2 separate regions of the Mus musculus genome follow, and region 2 is linked to region 1. Evidence: chromatin contacts called from public Micro-C data. All regions are on one chromosome and are shown on one strand. The core of a region is the stretch at or near the end of the contact, and the rest is flanking DNA. Distances in the headings are between cores, read along the strand shown. Region 1 holds the start of 1700025G04Rik (RIKEN cDNA 1700025G04 gene). Region 2 holds the start of Tsen15 (tRNA splicing endonuclease subunit 15).

Region 1 (5,711 bases), core at 950-3,449:
TAATTTGCAAACTAGCTTTAAAAGTTCACAGAATGGGTGGGCTTTCTCAGGACATGTATGAAGTGCTTGCTCTGTGGCCTCTGAGGTGAAGAACAGAGTATATGGTCTTCAGTGTTCTTGATGTGAAAATGTTCCTATGACACACACATTCACCTGCACATTGGATATTGTTCATTTTCATTTTATCACCAGTGAAACTTTGGGGACATGCCCTAAACACTCCCAGAGAATGGTTGACTACTTTTCAATAAACTCAACAGCAATTCCCACCCTTCTTCAAGAAAAAAAAATGTTACAAAGGGGAAAACGCATGCTAAATTTGAGGTTAACATATATTGAAAGTGACCACTCTTGTTTATTTACTTATGCTAGCCATGAAGTGCCACCTGTTTGTGTTCTTCTTGCTTTCCTAGCAAGCTTACAAGGAAGAGATTATGAATTCCACTTCATAGAATGAAAAACTGACTAAAACTTCTACAAGCACTTTCCCTTCTTAACCTCTTCCTTTCGAGGGGCTAGGCGACAAATACAGATTACAGAAAGAAAAATAAACTAAAATATAGGTACGTTATAAAAGAAAAAGGCAATCCAGTTGAGTTTCACGAACAATGTAATATTAGCCTTTGATGTTGAAAAAGAGAGGGAAAAGAATTTAAGACCTGGGGTGGTGGTGCACGCCTTTAATCCCAGGACTGGGAGGCAGAGGCAGGGGGATTTCTGAGTTTGAGGCCAACCTGGTCTCCAGAGTGAGTTCCAGGACAGCCAGGGTTATACAGAGAAACCCTGTCTCGAAAACAAACAAAACAAAACAAAAACCAACAACAGCAACAAAAAGAATTGAATTTAAAAATGAAGAGGCCAACTTTCCAGACACTTAATGGGTGGGTTTTTAGCTTATTTCATTAAGCCAACTTATGAATTTGCTTTTCAATTAAGTGTCATATTACTGTCACAGCTGTGTCTTTTTCTGTCTTCCAACTTCATCCTGGCTGAATGTGGGAAGTGATTCTGCTGTGTGTGTGTGTAATCGGTGAGGTCTGGGGAGGATCTTTTACCACCATTGTTTCCATGGGTGTCCTCGCTCTGGGGGCCTGGCATTCCTCAGGAGTCTAAGGCAATGAAGGAGCAGTGAAGCGCGCAGAAGAGGCACAAAAGAGCCGCAAAGGCTATCAGTGTAGAAAGATCAATTCAGTGTGCACACGAAAGGCCCAGTATGCCTGGGATGAGGAAAAAAATATGCCTTCCTAAAGTGAAGGAAACTGGTTGCCCTGTGGGGGTCCACAAAGAACTGGCCCTCTGGCCAGGGACGATCTTTTTAGGTCCTTTATCAATCTCTCAGCTGGCGCGGCCTCGCCCCTTCTGTCCACAGAGGCTTGGGAGGGTGGGGAAAGCAGAGCAGGGCATCCGCATCTTTCCTCGGCAGGTTTCAGCTTTTTCTAAGTCGCAGAAGCGTCTTCCTTCTTTCATCTTGCAGGCGCTGCAGCTGGGAGACAAGGTGGAGACGCTCAGAGGTGGGTCTCCCGGCCTTGGCTGCGGCTGGCTCTTCCCGGCGGCCAGGGAGGGGTAGGGCGAGGCTGTGCAGCCTTCCCGAGTTAGCTCCAAGCAGCCACAACCCCTCTGTGCGTCCCAGAGCTGTCGATCTGCCTGACAGACTTCTCCTCTCCCGGTTCCTGCCTCAATCCTAGTGAAGCCTCTGTCGGCACCCACACCATCAACCAAGTGACAGGTCCCTGGAAGGCCAGGCAGGATACAGCCTTCCTATCTGGGTCTGTCCTCCAGTTTGCACGGGTGCGCGCGAAATCACACACACACACACCACACACACCCGCCACACAGACCCACAGTCCGCCCTTCCTGCAGAGCACACACCACACACACACACACACACACACACACACACGCACACACACAACTCGCCCTCCCTGCAGCACGCGTGTGCATGCACACACTAAGCTCGCTCCTCTTTTCCCTACAGCACACACACGCACGCACGCACGCACACACAGGCCGACAGACAGACACAAGCGAGCCCACCCTTCTCCCTCCCCGCAGCCCTGGCTGCCCAGCCCCTCTTCCCCGAGCGCCGCGCCCGGCGGCCTCCGCAGGCCCCGCCCCGGGGGAGGAGAGCGGGCCGCGCGCGGGAGCCGGGCAGGGGAGGGGACGGGCGGCGGGGGAGTGTCTGGCTGCCCCCGCCCCTCGAGTGAGCGCCTGGGCGCGGAGGTCCCCTCCCTCCTCGCTCCGAGTCTGCCAGCTCCCGCTCGCTCCCTGCCCACTCCCGGGGGGCCGTTCCGTGGCGCGGCCGCCGCGGCCACCGCTTCTTTCACACTTTAGTTGCCGCGAGCCGCGCGCCGCGCTCAGTGACTGGAGAGAGCTGGCCGCGCGCCGCCTTCCCGCACGCACGCACGCGGGCCCGGCTCCGGGGTTTTCGGCTTTTACTCCAGGCGGCGGGGAGGAGGGGGAGCCCCGGCCACACTGTAGGGAGGAGGAAGAGGAGGACGTGGAGGAGGGAGGAAGAGAAGAGGCGAGGAGGCCAGGGGCGGGGGGCGGGGGGCTTGCCACCTTCAGCCCCCCCCCGCGAGCGCCCAAGGTAAGCGGGGGCCACCTCCGGCGCGCTGGGCATCCCGGGTGGGCGAGGAGGGAGGCCTGCGGGGTGTCTGCCGAAGGGATGGGAGCCGCGATCCCGGTGCTGCCGGCGCTCTTCTCTGGCTGGGGCTGCCGCTGCGGGGCTGCTGGGGCTGCTCGCTGCAAGGGACCGGAGCCAGGCTGGGGGAGTTGGAGGGGGGCGTCTGCTTGCAGGGTGGAGGGGTTGGGATGCGGTTAGGGCTGCTGACGACTTTCGTCACATCGAGGCCTGGGTGGCTGGTGTGAGACACCCCTCCCTTCCCACCCGCACCCCGCGCCGCCCTCAGCCTTCCTGCTCTTCTCTAGCTTTGCCTGTAGCCACTGTTACTTTGCAAGCAGGAGCTGGGAAGGAAAAAAAAAGACACCCAAATTTAGAATCTTTGGCTAAGTCTCCAAGTCCCTTCCCTCGTTCCCACTGATGGATGCGTTTGTGTGGGGGATATGATCCCCGAGATTTCTGAAGTTTTGACCTTTTTGGGGTGGCTTGTTTTCTGTACATCTGCTTGTCTTCCTGGGTGTATTTATTATTCGTGCCCTTGCGCGGCAGCCGGAGGGTGCTTGGTTGTATTACATGAGCAGATTCCTTTCCACCTCTGCAGGCAGTTCGAGAAGTGCCGCGGCGGCTGGGCTGCCTTTGCTGCTTAATGTCCTTCCCTATCATCCGCCCTGCCCCCTCCCTCCAGAGAGAGATATTTTTTATACCCCTCTGTCATGTGTGTGTGGGAGAAGTCCTTAGGCCGAAGAGCTTTCATCGCCCATTCATTCCTCTTGCGAAGGCTCTGAATGGCTCAGGCATGTTGATAACATTTGGGGGGTGCCTATCTTTGCCTGTGGAGTTGCTTGGCCCAAGATAAAAATATACACACCCAAACACGCAGTAATCTTGAGGGAGCAAGCACAGTTTGAGAGGGAAGTGATTTGTTTCCAGTCGGAAGCTGACAACCTAGGAGATACCTTCATCGCCTGTGAGTTCGGAAGAGTGTTTTAAAATAGAGCTTATGCTCTGTGTGGCTGGAAGACAGCCATAAGTTCAGTTGCTCTGCAGCTCTGAAAGTGATACACCCTGACCAACCAGAACCTCAGTGAAGCTCCTCTGTGAAGCTCCTCTGACTCAGACATTGGGAGGGGGCCGCTTGGCCACAGATCCCCTGAACTTTTTTTTTTTTTTAATTTCTCTTTTAGACGTGTGAGGAGCTGACAAGCTCATTACACAAACGGTTATAAGAAACACCTTCCAATTCAAGGCGATGCTGTTCACATTCTACCTAATGAGAATAACCTTTGAGTTTGGTGGAACTGGGATGTACCAGGAGGAAGCAAACATGGGTGGGCCTGGACTACTTCAGTTCCGATGGGGGGGGGGGAAGGAAGATTAGGTGATATTTAAGAAGGGTCTGTTAAGTCCAAGATGCAGAGTTTGGGGGTTTCTACACCCCCACCCCCACCTTTGTACTTATGGAGCAGAGTTATATGGTTAACTGAGTATGTGCAGTGTTTTTAGCAATCCAATTGATGGGATTTGGAAATTCATCTGGACTCCATCATCTGTTTTTGTCCCCCTACTTAACAAGTAGGAAGGGTCCCTGGGATGGAACAGCCCGGCACATTTAAAGCCATTAAATGCTGGCACTAGTACTTCCGAGATCAGGCGCTCAGCGTTCTAGTGGGTGGTACTGTGCGAGCTAGGTTTCAAGCACAGAAACACAAGTGCTCTGGACCCCTTAGATGGGAGGATGTCTCAAGAGGGCTGAGGTGCCTCTGGCCTTTAGCTTGCAGCTCACTTGGAATATAAACTCTCTTTACACCCCATCAAATTTGGAACATAGACCCCACTTGCCCTCCCTCCACTGACTGTGTGGTTGGTAGAGAGAATCCACATCCTTCAGCAGGGAGAAGTTCATTCTAGAAGGATCCCAGCTTCTTCTTAGCTTCTTCCTTTTTCAGGGTTAAAAGTTTCCACTCCAAGTTGAAAAAAAAAAAAACTGACAATTTTGTTTTCTTGTTACCTCTTCCCCAGCCTACCTCCCTTAATCATTTTGTATGGATCTCTTGGACAGTGATAGGGCACTGTACAAACTGTTTTAATGAGATCCTATCTTAAAGGAGGTGGACAAAGTTTTTGAGGATAACACCTGAGGCTCTTGTGTTCTCTCTCTCTCAAAAGGAGAGACTTAAATGTCTCAAGGAGTCACAGATGCGATGAAGAGCATCCCCATTCAGGGGTGCTGTGTGACTGATTGACATGTGGTACTGAGGATGAAGATGGTTCACACCTTGTACCATGTCCAGGCTGGAGGCATTTTTTAGTATTGTGTTGGGTTGGCATTGAGCAAGCTCTGCTCAACGTTGTATCTGAAAAATGGCTTGCTCTCGGCTCTTGTGTGGCCACTTCTACTGCATATTCCTTATCAGAGAAGTTGTCAAAAGCTGTGCCCCTGTGCTTCCCTTAAGTCCAAAGAATGCAGGAGACGTTTATACGGAGGAACCTAAGTGTGTCAATAGCCATGTAAACACCTTTAGTGACAGGCATGTTTAAATAAAAAGGTAAGGGGGATTTCCTATCCTTCAAAGTTTTCTTCAGGTACTACTTTGAAGATGGCTCAAAGGGGAGCCTTTGGTAATTCTGGCTGGACACTGACAGAAGACTGTGGGTTAATGCCCAGCTCATGCTATCTTATAATACAATGCCTTGCTTTCTCCTTTGGGTTGTTAGAATTGAGTCTAAAGGGGGCGTGGCATCGCTTTGTGTGTCAGGAATGTAATTTTCCTCCTGCTGTGTGGCTGATGTCTCAGGCTGTGGGTAGTGGTTTAAACTGTTTAATTCCACCTCTCCTCATGGCTAAACTCTTGAAACCTAAACTCAGCAGAGTTTTGGGTTTGAGGCTGTGCATGGGAATGAACGGGGGTCTTTCAGCAAGCCTTCTGAGCAGCACCCTGCCCATTGTCAGCCAGAGGAGAGACTTGGCACATTTGCTCTTACAATGCAATTTAATGTGAAAGTGGTTTTTATGTAAAAGTTGATTTGCCTCTAACTCTTCAGGATCGTATTGACTGTGTAAAGCGACCCCAACATCTCGTAAGTAAGGACT
Region 2 (6,442 bases), core at 3,501-6,000, 300 kb before region 1:
CAGAGTTTCAGTCTATTATCATCAAGGCAGGAGCATGGCAGTGTCCAGGCAGGCACGGTGCAGGCAATGCTGAGAGTTCAACATTTTCATCTGAAGGCTGCAGAATACTGACTTTCAGATAGTTAGGGTGAGGGTCTTAAGCCTTTGCCCACAGTGACACACCTACTCCGCAAGGCCACACCTTCTAATAGTGCCACTCCCTGGGCCAAACATACACAAACCATCACATTCCATTCCCTGGCCCCCATAGGCTTGTTCAAACATATGAATCTAGGGCCATACATAAACATAGCATAATGCAGAATACATTTAGCCCAACTTCAAAGGTCCCCATGGTCTATAGCAGTCTCAACAATGTCAAAAGTCCAAAGTTCAAAGTCTCATCTGATCACTTAACTGTAATCCACAGAGCAAGACAGGAAATCAGCTGGGCAAACTCCAAACTCTGCATCTCCATGTCTGATTTCAAGGAGGTCTTCAGATCTCCAATTCCTTTTTATCTTTGTTGACTGCAACAAGCTTCTTTCTCCTGGTCTGGTTCCAGTCCCTATCAACAGCTTTCCTCAGGAGATATCCTATGTCTCTGCTATCTCAAAAATCTTGGGGTCTCCAGGGCAACTTCAATGTTACAGCTTCTTGTTTCAGTGTCTGAGATCCACACATGATCTTCTGGGCTGGCATCACTTCTCCAGCTCTGCCCTCTGTAGCACTCTAAGCTCAGGTTGACTCCACTTGACTGCTGCTGCTGTTCTTGGTGATCATCCCATGGTACTGGCATCTCTAATACACTGGGGTCTTCCTCTGCAATTAGGCTTCACCAATATCATAGGCTCTTTTCATGGTGCCAAGCCACAAATCTTTTGCATGATCCCTTCAGTCCTGGGTCATCAACTGCAATTGACGCTGTACCTTCACCAATGGCCTTTCATGACCTCTCACAATGCCAAACCTCAGTTGTTCTTCATGACCCCTTCAATGCCTTCAAACCCAGTATCAACTGGGTGACTCTTATATATTACCAAGCACAGCTGCACCATGAGGTACAACCTTGGCTACCTCTGGAACACAGTTCCTTTGTGCTCTCAGAAAACACTTCCAAGAAGATTTCACCTCAGTGATGCTGATCTCTTCTTAATCAACACTAATTTCTTAGCTCCAGCTAACCTGCATCAATTGTCCCAATAGTCTCCTTCTCCTCTTGACTATAAAGACTTACAGGTTCAGAGGTGCAGTCCATTATCGTCAAGTCAGGGGAATGGCAGTGTCCAGGCAGGCATGGTGCAGGCAATGCTAAGAGTTCAACATTTTCATCTGAAGGCTGCAGAATACTGACCCCCAGGTAGTTAGGGTGAGGGTCTTAAGTCTTCACCCTTAGTGACACACCTACTCCACAAGGCCACACCTTCTAATACTGCTACTCCCTGAACCAAGCATAAACAAACCATCACACTTTCCAAATATTTTCTAGAAGAATTAGTATCTCACCTACTCTTGAAACAAGAGAATGGGGAGTCGTATGGCTTGTGTGCAAAACATAAATTACAACACACATATATAGATATAATAAAAAAGCTAATGAATAAAAGGCTACATAAAATATGTAGCTCTAAAATGCTACATATTTTAAAACTTGGAGTTAGTGTCTTACACAATGCTATGCAAAAGGCCTTCTTTTTCTTCAACACACTTTGAATCACAATTTAGTGTGGGCTTTTTCTCTTGAGACTAACTGAATTAATGTATCTCTGCATAGATATCACTGATTTTCTTGTAGGAATACAATGGTCTGGGTAAAATATCAGCCTGGGAAATCAATGCTGCAAGTGCCAGGTTACAGAGAATAGGCTTACACATAGTATTCAGGAGGGAAACAGTGTTCACTGCTTCTTGCTTACCCAGCTTTCCCCTTCTATGCCCTTCAGTACTCTACTCTAATGAATTATTGAAGCATTTACAAATGGAAAATTCCTGCAGCCTATCAGAGCTGAAACTCTACCCTGCTGTCTGGTAGATTTCACTCTAAGCTTGCCACAAGAGTCCTTCTGATTCTGTGCTTTAAATGCAAGGTTCTCTGAGAGGCATGAATCCTTTGTGTTTATTCTTAGCCATTCCCAGCCAGCAAGACCTACTTTAAAATCTTCATTCTCTAATCCAGCAGAAAATAAATTCCATTTTTTGTTCACCTCTTAAATAGACAGTGGCATTAAAAGTCAGAAGCACTTTATATAAAGTGTGCATATGTCATTATTTTTCTACACAATAGAATTTAATCTACCTATAAAACGTTTCTACTGCTTTCATTACCCTTTCAGGGCTCTCTCCCCCCTCCACTCTTCTGGTTATCCTTTACCCTCCCCCACTTTTTAAAAGATTTATCTTATATATATGAGTACACTGTAGCTGTCTTCAGACACAACAGAAAAGGCATCAGATCTTATTACAGATGGTTGTGAGCCACCATGTTGTTGCTAGGGATTGAACACAGGACCTCTGGAAGAAAAGTCAGTGTTGAGCACCCCTCCAGCCCTTGCTCTACCTTGTTAAGGTAGAGGCAGATGCTCACAGCCAACCACTGGACTGAGCACAGAGACCCCAATGGAGGAGTTAGAGAAAGGACTGAAGGAGCTGAAGGGGTTTGCAACCCCATAGGAAGAACAACAATATCAACCAACTAGACACCCCCCCCCCAACCAGAGCTTCCAAGAACTAAACCACAAACCAAAGAGTACACATGGAGGGACCCATGACTGCATATGTAGCAGAGAATAGCCTTGTCTGGCATCAATGGGAAGAGAGGCCCTTAGTCCTGTGAAGCCTTGATGCCCCAGTATAGGGGAATGCCATTGCAAGGAGTCGAGAGTGGATGGGTAATCCTCATAGAAGCAGTGGGAGCGGGATGGGATAGGAGGGGAAACCAGTAAAGGGGATAACAGTTGAAATATAAAATAAATAAAATAGCCAATCAAAAGAAAAAAGAAAAAAAAAAAAAGAAAATCTTCCCTTGCAGATGTTGGAGTGTTGTTCACATAGAATCTACTCTCAGATCTCCCTCCTGAGTTCCAGGATCTCCATTCTCAGTTTAGCAACCAAATGCTATTAACTCTTTGACCGATTTAAGCTCTAGGAGCCAGAGAGGAGAGTTTCTTCATTTCTGATCTCTTGAATTAGTGTCAGTGTTTGCTGCTTCAGGGAGCCTCCTAATTTTAGTAGTATTTGCTTTTGGGAGAATGTGTCAACAGCTGTTTTATGGAGGCAAAAATAATGATTTCATATGAATCTTTGTAGGTGGAGTTTGCTCGTAGTTAGTTTTCTGATATATTTAAGGTTTTCTCTTTTTCTTTTCTTCAACAATGGGAACTCATGTCTCGTTTAATTGGTACTTTTTTTATCATTTTGTAATGGCAAATTTATTTCATTGAAATTGTGAAAAAAATTGGCCATCATTTCTTCAGTGTTTTCTACCTCCTTCTCCTATTAGTTCACTAACATGGGGCAACTCCTTAAGGCGTTGTTCATTCTCTGCGTGTTCGTTTACTGTGACAGGTTTTGATCTATAGTCCAGGCTGATCTAGAACTCACTCTGTAGACTCAGCTGGGCTCAACATCACAATCCTCCCATTTCAGCCTCCTGAATACTGAGATCATGATCATTCACCACTAAGCCTGGCACTTTGCCCCCTGCCACCCTCACACTTATGAAAATAACATCTCACTCTTTGTTCATCTGTAGTGATTTCTCTTGATCTATCTGCAACTTCACCTGCTCTTCCCCCCAAATTCCATTTTGGTTGTCAAAAATCACCCACTGGAAATCTTTATTTCCAAAACTGTAATCTTGAACTACAGAATACCTATTTGGATTTTAAAAAAAATTTTCATTTTTGAGATTTGACCCTTGAGATTTCCATCCATTAAAAATATGGTTTGTTGTATTTCATTGCTGATGGATGTAATGGTCTCATCAAAGTTTTGTTTCAACACAAGATTCTTTTTTTTTTTTTTTTTTTTTTTTTTTTGGTTTTTCGAGACAGGATTTCTCTGTGAAGCCCTGGCTGTTCTGGAACTCTCTCTGTAGACCAGGCTGGCCTCGAATTCAGAAATCCACCTGCCTCTGCCTCCCAAGTGCTGGGATTAAAGGCGTGGGCCACCACTGCCTGGTTCAACACAAGATTCTTAATCTACTGCGTTTTGAATCACAAGTTTTCTTTTGCCTGGTACTTTTTTAATTTTGGAAGCCTTTTTGGTCTTGGTTAATATAGTGGCTTTGTAACCACTCCTCTTAATACCAGGAACCTCCACTGGCTCCTTTCTTACTCAGGGTAAATCCAAACCCACTTGCCATGTCCTACCCATCAGTCTGAAGGGTCACATCTTTGGCTTTTTAAGTCATTTGTTTACGTTAGTTCTCAGTACCCGTTCAACACTTCATGTTTTTTTCTAATCTTGAAAGATGGACTTGCTTTACAACTGTGTTTTAATTTTAAACTTCGACAGCAGGGCATTGAATGGGGTCTTTTTCTGCTCCCAGGAATTGAAGGCAAAGACGGGTTAAGAATCCTTCATTTCTCAAGCTAGAGAGCACGGGTTTATGAAGGGCTGAAGAATTCTGAATTCAGGTTATTAGTTAACTTTCTCTACCCTACAACCTGCCCAGACTGGAGGTGGTGAAGAGGGAAGGTGGAGGGGGCGGAGCTCATCCGCGCTGGTGCCGGTCCCTAGTCAGAGGGCGTGGCCCGGCCAACTCTCCGCCCAGTGTGCGCGGCGGGAAGCGGAACTCCCGCGCGCTGGACCGTCTGCTTCTGGCCGAGCGGGGTTTGCGGTGCACCACGGCTTTCTGCGCGGGCGGCATGGAGGAGCGCAGCGATTCCAAACCTACCCCGGGATGTAGCGGGCCTGGCCCGGCTCCCGTTCGCGATGGCGGCGGCGCCCACACATGGGCTCCGGAGGACGCCTGGATGGGCACACACCCTAAGGTCAGGAGGCGCGAGGCCAGCAGGGCGCCGACCCGGCCCTCGGCACCGCGCTCCCTCTCCGGCCCGCGTCTCGGCGGAGGACGCACGCCAGCCTCGCGGCGTGGGGTAGGGGGGGACCCCCGAGTGCAAGGCCACTGGTCGCCCGCAGTGTCATTTTTGTTTGTTTATATGAGTTATATAGTATAGATTAACACCATTCCTGTCATGCTGCCAAGGCCACTCTTAACCCAGAGGCCGCTGATGAGCCCTCCATTAATACCTGTTTTCCTAACTATGTAGTCCTTTCTGAGATGGGCTGAGTCCACAGCTAACCGATCAGAAACAGTTTGTGGACTACGGCTGAGATCTAGGAGTCCGCAAATAATGTATTTAGGCACAGTCGTATTACACTTAGCCTTAGGCCCAAAGTGTGCATCTTGATTCTGTATGGGGACAGAATCCTAATTTTTCTTCTTTCTTGGAAAGCTTGAGTAAGTTCTTGTACAGGCCAGAGAACTATTGACATTGTATTTTCTGTGTTGGCCTCAAGGAAAATAAGGATAACCTTCTGCTTGCTTCTGCTTGGGAAATTGATAACTTTGTATCCGTTAAGCCACAAGCAGTCTGCTGATAATGAATGAAGGCTGTACAGAGACCTCCAGGACTGGTTCATTAATAAAATGGCAACTCCCCCCTTTGAGAGTTATTGAGTCGGATAAGTGTGTTAAAACAATCAAGGAAAGCGAATATTTGTAAATACAAATCTTAAAAAAGGAACCTTTCAGCACTTCATGAAGCTTGGTGGGTTTTTTTATTTTTTGTTTTTGTTTGTTTGTTTTGGTTTTGGTTTTTCGAGACAGGGTTTCTCTGTATAGCCCTGGCTGTCCTGGAACTCACCTTGTAGACCAGGGTGGTCTAGAACTCAGAAATCCGCCTGCCTCTGCCTCCCGAGTGCTGGGATTAAAGGTGTGAGCCATCACGCCCATCTATGCTTGGTGTTTTCTTTGATTTCCCATCATCGACTCCATAAACAATAGCGTGGGAATGTCACTAGTTACCATAACGACAGGGGAGGATGTAGAGAGAAACAGAGAAGACATCAACAGTGACTAGGAACATGGAGGCCAGTTCAGACTTCCCAAGTTTGAATCTTATTTCTGTTTCAAAGTTGGTAAACTTTGACTTGTTTGACTTCATCGCAGTTCTGTTTCAATTTTTTGACGTGTCTCGGTATATTTACCTCTCTTCATTAAAAAATAGGGATAATGGTAGTACTTAACCTCATAGGGTAATGTTTATAAGGTGTCTGACATAAAAAGTACTATATAAGTATTAGTAACCCATTGAAACTCCATCTAGGTTTGATGTTGCCTCTAGACAGTTTTCTTACTTGCAGATTCTTTTCCCATTGAACTTAATGGCTGTATAAACCACCAAATCTTCCTGATTTTTTTTTTTTCTTCCAGGAACAACAAATTAGACCTTGTAGC

Evidence for each region. Hi-C and Micro-C count contacts between places; a contact is called where the count stands out from the background.
Region 2: a contact with region 1 is called in a Micro-C map of embryonic stem cells, with 1.8 times the contacts expected there. The contact joins the promoter of Tsen15 here to the promoter of 1700025G04Rik in region 1. A contact is called at or near these places in 3 of 39 promoter capture datasets (the 3T3-L1 cell line, hippocampal neurons and neural stem cells), 13 of 484 Hi-C or Micro-C datasets (adipose-derived mesenchymal stem cells, cerebellar granule neurons, cerebellum and 8 more), 8 of 115 datasets of contacts at active chromatin or transcription factors (embryonic basal ganglia, embryonic forebrain, embryonic hindbrain and 5 more) and 3 of 9 other capture datasets (liver, macrophages and pancreatic islet).

The regions. Positions count from the first base shown.
Region 1 is chr1:152,086,808-152,092,518 of GRCm38.p6, reverse strand. It overlaps 1700025G04Rik (RIKEN cDNA 1700025G04 gene), which reads left to right and starts at 2,199. Exons shown (of 6, transcript NM_197990.3): 1 at 2,199-2,587.
Region 2 is chr1:152,384,990-152,391,431 of GRCm38.p6, reverse strand. Tsen15 (tRNA splicing endonuclease subunit 15) reads left to right here and starts at 4,750. Exons shown (of 5, transcript NM_025677.3): 1 at 4,750-4,973. The coding sequence starts at 4,848.